Linked DNA regions of Mus musculus: region 2 is linked to region 1. The links are chromatin contacts, called in public HiChIP or PLAC-seq maps. All regions are on one chromosome and are shown on one strand. The core of a region is the stretch at or near the end of the contact, and the rest is flanking DNA. Distances in the headings are between cores, read along the strand shown. Region 1 holds the start of Shfl (shiftless antiviral inhibitor of ribosomal frameshifting). Region 2 holds the start of S1pr5 (sphingosine-1-phosphate receptor 5).

Region 1 (4,458 bases), core at 981-3,480:
ACATTTGCTATTTTCATTTCCTAGATGGCCCAGAATCTGGATTCACTCAGTGATCATAGCCCATGGAACCCAGAGCCCTGCATGACCTCGCAGAGGCCACACATGTGACAACTGGCCTCAGATGCCACATGGTTTTAAACACTAAAACGTTTAAAAATGTCTATGTGTGTCTCTTCCCATGTGCATGTATACATGTGCAGTGCCCATGGACGCCAGAAGAGGGTGTCAGACCCCTTGGAACTTGGAGTGGTTGTGAGCGGTCCCATTTTGGAGCTGGGATCCTATGTGAGCAGCAAGTGCTCTTAACTGCTAAGCCATCTCTCTGTCCCCTGGCCACACTACAAAGCTCTGGGCTTTGGGGCTTGCAAGCAGCTAGCTGCAAGCCTAATTGGCTGCTCAGTTGCTCCCTGATGAGGGATGGCGGTCTTCACAGAGGGGCCTCTCAGAGCCCAGGCTTCGTTCCAAGTGGCTAGAGTCTGATTCCCTGAAGTCAACTGCTGGTCTCTGGAACCTGGTGAGTGTCGTGTCCCCGGGCTGGGTTCCTGTGCAATTGGATTGCCTCCTGGGACCCTGAGGAGGGGTAGGACATGAACCAAGGCCTGGAGATCTGCCTCACTCGTGCTCTCCATGAAGGCGACTTCCTGCTATTATTATTATTATCTTATCATATTGTTTATAGACCTAAAGCAAAAGAATATCATTGGTAGGATTCTTTTAGATGCCCAGCAAGGTGGTACACGCCTTGATCCCCTGCTCTTGGTAAGCAGAGGCAAGTGGATCTCTGTGAGTTCAAAGCCAGCCTGGCCTATCTAGTGAATTTCAGGGAAGTCCAGGGCTGAGCTATGTAAAGACTCTGTCTTACACAAAACAAAAACTCTGCTATGTCTTTCAAGCAAACAGAAGCCGAGGAGCAAAACAACCATATTGCCTTGATTCCTTCATCCCTCCTGTCCAGGCGTCTTTCTTCCCAGGATCTGCCCAGCTCAGACTTTCTTCTTATGCAAGAAAGGGTTGCCTTGAGTTTTCTTCGACATTCAGTCTCCTTATCCTACTGTCCTGTCTCTTCCATTTGAGGTAATCAGCATGTAATGAGCACCTACTGTTTGAAGGCTGCTTGAGAAAGGAAAGGACCCTAGATGGTAAGGGGAGCACTCACTGATTGTTCCTTCTGACAAGAGAATGGGAATCCCCCTTCCTTTGGGGACAGGGGGAGGTTACCTGAGCGTCCAGGTCGTTGCTCAGCTCCTGTCCGTCTTTCTGCTTGACACCTAGTGGGAGAACATGGGAGGGGCTCTTGAAGGGTGTAGGAGTTCCAGGCGGTGGAGAGCCTCCGGTTAAACGGAGCCAGGGTCGCTAAAGCGCTACAGCAATTCTGAAACCACACCCACTCAGTGTCCCCCCCACCAGGGCTGACTCACCATACACGATAGAGCGCCCAACTCCGGTGTGGTCGCTGCCAAACTTCCTCATAAGAGCCCCTGCCTTCTTGGGGGACACTTTCCCATGAAACTTCTCCCGGAGGCGCCTGACGCTCTTCTCCAACTAGGATAGAGGGGGGATAAGCTCTGATGTCGCCGGCGACGGGGAGCAGCCCCCGCACCTTCATTCTCCTGAACTTGACCCTGGCTTCTGGCCTCCGCATCCCCATCCCCCCCCCCCTTTAAGCCATTTCCTGGAAAAATCCGAAGTTCTCCAGGCATTGGGGGATGGTGGAGACTGCGGCGCGTCCCAGCCTCCCCGGTGCGAATTTGGGGTCTGGCGGTGTGTGTGTGTGTGTGTGTGTGTGTGGCGGGATGCAGGCCAGGTTACCCCCTTTCCTTCTGACCTCTGACCCTACAGCCCCACTGTGCCCAGGGATAGAGGAGGGAAACAGCCCAGGGGGCAGGGGTGTTCCCGGGAGCCCTTTCCGCGCCGCCGGTGGCGCGGCTGTCCTACCTCCACGCCATCCTGAGCCATGGTGGCCGGAGCACACCTGGCTGCGCCTGGGTCCGGGCCTCGCAAGCCTGGGTGGCGTCGCCGCAGCTCCGCCTCCCTCGGGCCCCTCTTTCAGTTTCGTTTCTACGTAAAGCTGGGGACCCTGAGGAGACCCCGCGCAGGCCTTGCGGCCACGCGTCTGCTCACGCGCCCTGTAGTGCTCCCGGGTGGTGCTCCCGGGCCTCCGAGCGCGCCTCACCGCGTCCTGCGCAGCAGCGCGGCCTCTGCAGTCGGTCACATGTCCCCACGCTGCGCGGGGTCCGCGTCTTCACGTCCCCCTTGGGGGCGGAGCCGCACCACAGTTCGGTGCTCCCTCGCTGCTCCTCCTATGCAGAACCCGAAGCGTCTTCGGACCACCGTGGCGTTTTGCTATGCTCAGCAGTTCTAACTCCCACGGCTTCTCTCTCTAATTCCCACACTCTCAGCCTCAGTTTCCTCCTCTGTAAAATGGGCATGCAAGATAGGCATGGTGACACACACCTGTCACTCCAGCAGTTGGAAGGTGGATGCAAAAAGATCAGGAGTTCAAGGATGTCCTAGACTATGTGTGACCCAGTTTCAAAAAAGAAAAAAAGAAAAAGGGGGGGGGGGAGGGGAACATCCTAGGACAAAATGAAATGAAAGATTTTTTATTTTTTTTATTATTTTTTTTTTAGCAAGTTTTACAGACTTCTCCAGAGAATGGGCCCCAGAATCTAAGAGGCCTGGGCTTTTTCACCCCGTTTAAATACCTTCTTCCCAGTGAACCTCTGCCTTGCCCCTTTCGGTACAGAGCTTGGGTCTCACTATGATCCAGGAGCACAGAAATCTTTGCTGGGTGATCTGGCTCCCACCACCACCAAAGGTGGATGCCACAGGTGCAGATAAGGTGGTTTAACAGTGAACCGGAGACCAAAGCCAGAGAGGGGGAAATGGAAACTGATCTACCCTCCCCTTCAGCCTCTTTCCCAGGCCCCATAGTTTCAATGGTGGCCCTTATGGTCCAGGTTACTCTGGAACTTTCTATGTAGCTGAGGATGACTTTGAACTCACCATCCTCCTGCTTCCACCTTCTGAATGCTGGGGGTCTCATTGTATAGCCGTGGCTGTCCTTAAACGTATGGTATGGTGGTCCTCCAGCCTTCGCTCTGTAGCACTGAGATTACAGCTGTGAGCCACCGTGTTTGGTTTTCCAGGGGGATTAATGTCACTTAGCACAATGTGGGACATAGATATTGCATCAGTCACCAGGTGACCTTTGAAGTGTCATGCTGGTTGGAAGCAGAGTAAAAATGTGAAGAAAAGCCAACTCCTGGCCCCTTACACCCTTGTAGACTTCTGGCTCCAAGGAATCCACATTGTAAATCTAAAGCCGAGAATCATGTGAGCATCGGGCCCTGGTCTCTACGCAAGCCTGAAAGGAACACCTCCAAATGGATAGTCATCAATAAGTTATATTGAAATACTATAGCTGTTATGGAAAGTGGGATAGAAGTTCCTCACAGAATACAATGAGCATAAGATCTGTCAACTATTGGGGAAAATGCCTGTAGGAAAGGAAACCAGCTTGTTAATGAGTGCCGGATACTTGCGCCTGTGTGCATTGCTGTATTGTTCACGCGATGTCCATTAATAGGTGAATGGATAAAGAAAATGCAGCGTGGACACACCATGGAATATTACTCACCCATAAGAAAGAAGAAGCCTCATTACTTACTGCAACAGGTATAAGGCTGGAGGGCATTATGTCAAGCTGCCTAAGATCTCATTCAGTCAGTGGAGACTAAAGAAACTGTTGGAGAAGCAGAGAGGGGCAGGGCAGAGGTGGGAAGGTGGAAAGCGCCTGGTCAAGGGTTACAGTGTTACAATTTGAATGCAAGAGTAAATTCCATTGAGCTGACTGGGTCAGGAACAGCCTGACTGTTTCAAAATAGCTAGAAGAGACCCTGCAGAGCCACAGGAAGAACTCTGCTGTGCTGGCCAGGCTAGTATGCCGTTTCTATCATTATTTCATGATCACTGGTGGCAAAAAGTCTCACTGTAGTGCCCAAAAATGTGCAGACACGTGCCAATCAAAAGTAAAACCCAGAGCCAGGTGGTGCTGGTGCACACTTTTAATCCCAGCACTCCGGAGGCAGGTGGATTTCTGTGAGTTTGAGGCCACCTTGATCTACAAAGTGAGTTCTAGGATGGCCAAGACTACACAGAGAGACTCTGTCTTGAAAAACCAAAAACCAAAAAAGGAAAAATAAAAAAAGTAGTAAAAATCAGGGCTGGGCTGTAGCTTAGTTGTTGGGGCACTTGGCCCCATTTTTACTCCCTAGCACCTCATAACCTGGTGGCATGGTGGCATGTGCCTGCAGTTCCAGCATTTGGGAGATAGAAGCAGGAGGGTCAGTTCAAGGTCAGCCTTGGCTATATAGTGAATAGGAGGCCAGTCTGGGCTGTGTAGCAAGACCATGTCTGCCTGCCTGCCTGCCTGCCTGCCTGCCTGTCTGTCTGTCT
Region 2 (4,943 bases), core at 991-3,490, 380 kb before region 1:
AGGTTTCATCTCTCAAGAGTAAGGAGGCAGGACAGACTGACAGGGTTAGAGTGGGTAGATATCAAGATGTGGGAATGAGTGCACTACTTAGCCTAAGAGACTTAGGGACCCATGGCTGCCTTCAGAGCAGGACAGAGGCCAATTCCAGTGGCAACAAGTGTTGGCTCCAGCTGTGAGGTGAAAACTAGGGGCAGAAGCATAGGTGGTCAGTGTAACGCCTGACATCAGTCCAGGTCGCTGCAGCCTAAGTCCCAGTCTATGGAAAAGAAAGCAAGATTTCTGCAGGACTGGAGGGCTCTGGGCCTGGGACCTATGACCACCAGAGAGCCGGAAGAGTCCCACCGTGCTTGACAGGGCTCACAGGAGGTGATATTGTCGCCTGGGAGGTGTGAAGCAGCCACCTCCCACACTGCTTCCCCTTTGATACAGAAGACCATTTGTCAAGCGCCTACTGTTACTAGGCGCGGCAGGGATTCATTTCTCAGGCACACACACACACACACACACACACACCCCTAATGCCTGGTCTTTGAGTTGTGAGGAGCCAAGCACCTAAGGCCTGACCCATACATCCCATTGGCTATGCTGTCGGGCGCATGGTTTCTATTGGTTAAAACTAGTAGGAGCGGTTCTGCCTACTGGAACAGCTGGGTCTGGCTGCAGCCATGGGGATCCCACAGGGGGCTACATTAGAGAGCTCTCCCAAAGGGTTCAACGGAGGTGTGACCTAGCCTGAGACATTCCGGCAACAACTCTAGACTCACTCCTTATGACTTCTCCATGCTACTTCTAATATGTACTCACCTCTCACCCTGCCCCCTCCCCCAGCCGGTTAGCTGGGGCTGAATGACCCTGGGCAAAGGGCATAGTCCCCAGGAAGGTCATTCAAAGAGACACCAGAAACCGGACTGTGGGCACAGGTCTGAGGTTGGAAGAGCTGGGCCCTAGCAGGAATCTCTTGGGAATTAAAGGGGCAGGCGGGGGAGGGGCGGGGTGGGTAGTGCCAGCTGAGTCTGATCTGCTGGAGGAGTGGCCTGAGAGAGGTGTAGAAGAGCGACACAGACAGTGTGGAAGAGACACACACACACAAAGACACAGGGAGAAACAGATACCAAGAGGATCTGAGAGAAGCCAGAAAAATGGATCATATTGTGATCAGAGTTCAATTCTGGGGACCCACATGGGGTGTGGGGGAGAAAAGCAACTTCGACAAGTTGTTGTCTGATTTCCCTACATATGACATAGTACACACACGCATGCACACATACAAATACATAAATAAGCATGATTTTAAGAGCAATTTAAAGCCAGGACTGGTAGCACATGCCTTTAATCCTAGCATTCAGGAGGCAGAGGCAGGCAGATCTTTGAGGCCAGCTACGGAGCTGAGTACCAGGACAGCCAAGACTACACAGAGAAATCGTGTCTCGAAAAAAAACAAAAACAAAAACAAGAAGGAAAGAAAGAAATTTTAAATGAGACCCTAGGGGAGAGAGACATAGCGAGTAGATATCCATTTGTCATTTACTACCTTATTCATTCAGAAGTGTTTATTGGCCATAATCTGTGCCCAAGACAGCCTCAAATCCCTGACACCATAAACACAAGTGCTATATTTCATGATTTCGACCCTAAAGGTTGAAAGAAGTGGGGCGGAGACAGAGAAGCCTTTGGGCGGGAGGAGTCAGATCCTACTTATTTGGGGACCTGGAAGTTCCCTCCACCTACACTATCCCTCTCGTACCTGCCCCTCCTCTCTCTTGTCCCTCAGAAAGTAGAGAAGGGCTCTGTGCTGCTGTCCAGAGGAGACTTGTCCCCACCCGGTGAGGACCAGAAGACTCCAGCAGTCGCGCCCACTAAAAGTATCTCTTAAATTGTGCTGCCCATGTGCTGCGCCATTGAGTTGTCTTTGGAATGCAGGCTCAGGGGTCCAGACATCAGAGGACAGACAGGACCCCTTATCTGGAGTAGAAGAGTGATTCACCTAGAAAAACCCTCTCTTTCCTGCGATTCTGGGCCCTCCCACCCCGAGTGTCCCCGGGAGGGACCCGAGGGAGAAGCTAGGACTTGCTGGTACCAGTCGCCGCTGAGGCGCTCTCCGGTGCCGCGGCGGGTGGCACAGGCTGGCAACCCCGGGCTGGGAGAAGGAGGGGGAAAATGCGGGCGTTCGCCGACACTTGGCGTCGCGGGCCCGCCCTTAGGCTTGCCACTTCCAGCCCCGCCCCCATTGCAGCCGTCCAGTGTTCCCAGGCGCACCGCCTAGGGCACACGACCGGACCCAGGCGCAAGGGTGAGTGTCCAGCACTAGGGGAACTTGCGGGAAGTGGGACTCGGCTCCTTGGAGCAATTGACGGCTGGAAATGCACAGCGCTCCTTGCTGGGGTTTCTAGATCCTTTATGGGACCCCCAGCAGAGAAAACTGAAAACTCCAAGGGTACTTGTAGGCCTGAAGGGGAGTGAGGACCCCAGGAACCCTCCAGCTCAGCCTGGCTGGGCTCCTTCAAACTTTTCCTAATATCATTTCCAGGCATGTCAGGTCATTGGAGGTGTTGGTACAAAAGTCCTACCCTCTCCCGAGTGAACCGAGCAGAGAAAGCTGTTTAACCTGTATCTGTATTTGATGCCTCTCCAGCACTCAAAGTGGCCCAGTACTTCTAAGTCTGTTTGTGCTCCTCAGAAACTGTCTGGGACCTCTTTGTCCCTTTGCCTTCCAGGTATTGAGAGATCTGTGTCCCGGGCCTGTCTTTTCCAAGGCTTCTATGAAGGGCATTTCTTGTTGTAAAAAATTTCAGGGCATGGTGATGTATGTGTGCCTTTAATCCCAACACTTGGGAGGCAGAAGCAGTTGGAGCTCTGTAAGTTTCAGGTCAGCCTGGTCTATCTAGACCCAGGCCAGCAGGCTGCATACGAAGACTGTCTCAAAACAATTTATTTTAAAATCTGATTTACGTGTGTGTGTGTGTGTGTGTGTGTGTGTGTGTGTATGTGTGTTGGTGGATGGGTGGGACTGTGGATGTATGCATGCCACAAACATCACAAATGTGGAGGTCTGAAGACAGCTTGCGAGGTTGGCTCTCTCTTTACACTGTGTGGGTTCCATCTCGCCAGCCTTCCCACTGGCCATCTCACCAGCCTCTCAAGGTATTTTTTTAGGAACCTGTTTTTGTTTATCTGTAAATTGGGACTGAGGGAGGAATTGCTGAGAGGATTAAAGGGTAAGTGGCTTTTAGAAGAGTCACTGTGATTTAATGACATGTGTGTCTCTACTGAGGTCCTCTGAATGTGCAGTGACCAGGATCAACATTCTCACTGGCGCTTGGAGGAAATAACTTTTCTTTTTTTGTTGTTGTTGGTTTGTTTGTTTTGTGCTTTGTTTTTCAAGACAGGGTTTCTGTGAGTGGCCCTGGCTACCCTGGAACTCACTCTGTAGACCAGGCTGGCCTCTAATTCACAGAGATCCACCTGCCTCTGCCTCCCAAGTGTTGGGATTAAAGGTGTGCCTCCCAAACGCTGACACCATTGCATACACTAGCAAGATTTTGCTGAAAGGACCCTGATATAGCTGTCTCTTGTGAGGCTATGCTGGGGCCTAGCAAACACAGAAGTGGATGCCCACAGTCAGCTATTGGATGGATCACAGGGCCCCCAATGGAGCAGCTAGAGAAAGTATCCAAGGAGCTAAAGGGGTCTGCAACCCTATAGGTGGAACAACAATATGAACTAACCAGTTCCCCTGGAGCTCGTGTCTCTAGCTGCATATGTATCAGAAGATGGCCTAGTCGGCCATCAGCGGAAAGAGAGGCCCCTTGGTCTTGCAAACTTTATATGCCTCAGTACAGGGGAACGCCAAGGCCAAGAAGTGGGAGTGGGGGTGTAGGAGAGTGGGGGGGAGGGTATGGGGGACTTTGGGATAGCATTGGAAATGTAAATGAAGAAAATACCTAATTAAAAAAAAAAAAAAGGTGTGCCTCACCACTGCCACCACCACCACCCAGCAACATTAAAAAAAAAAAAAAAAAAAAAAAAAAACCAAGGAAAAGCCCATGTGTTTCTCATGTGCAATATGGGGCCCTGGGCCCCAGGCTGGTTGTGGGTGGAGGTTGTGAAATTGTGCTACTGGGTGTGAGACCATTCTCAGGGCTGAGCCCCTGTGGTGGCTTCTGTCACTGAATCTGCATGTTTGGGAGGGGGAGGAAGCCAATGCTGGCTCTGGAGCTCAGGCCACCTGAGCATGTTAGGCTTTCGCTGAGCTACAGGTCCCCAGCCAGGCCAGTGTGTCTGTGTCCTGTCCATGTGGAACCCCTTCCTTATTTAGTGTCCCTATCTGTGGTTGTCTGTGTAGCAATGATTTTTGGAATTCTCCTTTGTTTATGAGTGGGCATGCATCTGGATGTGCCTCTGCTTTTGTGTTACAATAGTTCCTTTTTATTTTATTTAATCTTGACACAGGCCTCGAACTTACTGTGTAGAGAACGATAACCTTGAAGTCCTGATCCTCCGCTGGCAATTGCTGGGGAACCGGTGTACACCAAATGCCCAGCTTACTCCCCCCAGATTTCCAATAGCCGCTCTCCTGTGTCTGCTTCTGGAGTGCCGGTTACAGGAGGTTAGTTCTTCCTTTCTTTCCTTTCTTTCTTTCTTTCTTTCTTTCTTTCTTTCTTCCTTTTTTTTTTTGGGGGGGGGGTTTCGAGACAGGGTTTTCTCTGTGTAGTCCTGGCTGTCCTGGAGCTCACTCTGTAGACCAGGCTGGCCTGGAACTCAGAGATACACCTGCCTCTGCCTCCCAAGTGCTGGGATTAAAGGCGTGCCCGGCTTGTTTTTTCTTTTTTTTAAAACCAAATACTCTATTAACTTTTATTAATTTGTTTTGTGTGTTGTGTAGGTAAGAAAACAACTTTTTGGAGTCACTTGTCTCCTTCCATCATGTACATCCTGGGGATTAA

The links. HiChIP or PLAC-seq counts read pairs in DNA pulled down with a chosen protein or histone mark.
Region 2: a contact with region 1 is called in an H3K4me3 HiChIP or PLAC-seq map of stem cell-derived neural progenitor cells, with 6 times the contacts expected there. The contact joins the promoter of S1pr5 here to the promoter of Shfl in region 1. A contact is called at or near these places in 2 of 39 promoter capture datasets (hippocampal neurons and liver), 2 of 484 Hi-C or Micro-C datasets (embryonic stem cells and liver), 2 of 115 datasets of contacts at active chromatin or transcription factors (embryonic stem cells and stem cell-derived neural progenitor cells) and 3 of 9 other capture datasets (adipose tissue, liver and pancreatic islet).

The regions. Positions count from the first base shown.
Region 1 is chr9:20,866,414-20,870,871 of GRCm38.p6, reverse strand. It overlaps Shfl (shiftless antiviral inhibitor of ribosomal frameshifting), which reads right to left and starts at 2,230. Exons shown (of 8, transcript NM_175687.2): 1 at 1,936-2,230; 2 at 1,419-1,542; 3 at 1,219-1,268. The coding sequence starts at 1,956.
Region 2 is chr9:21,245,740-21,250,682 of GRCm38.p6, reverse strand. S1pr5 (sphingosine-1-phosphate receptor 5) reads left to right here and starts at 2,240. Exons shown (of 3, transcript NM_053190.2): 1 at 2,240-2,290; 2 at 4,450-4,606.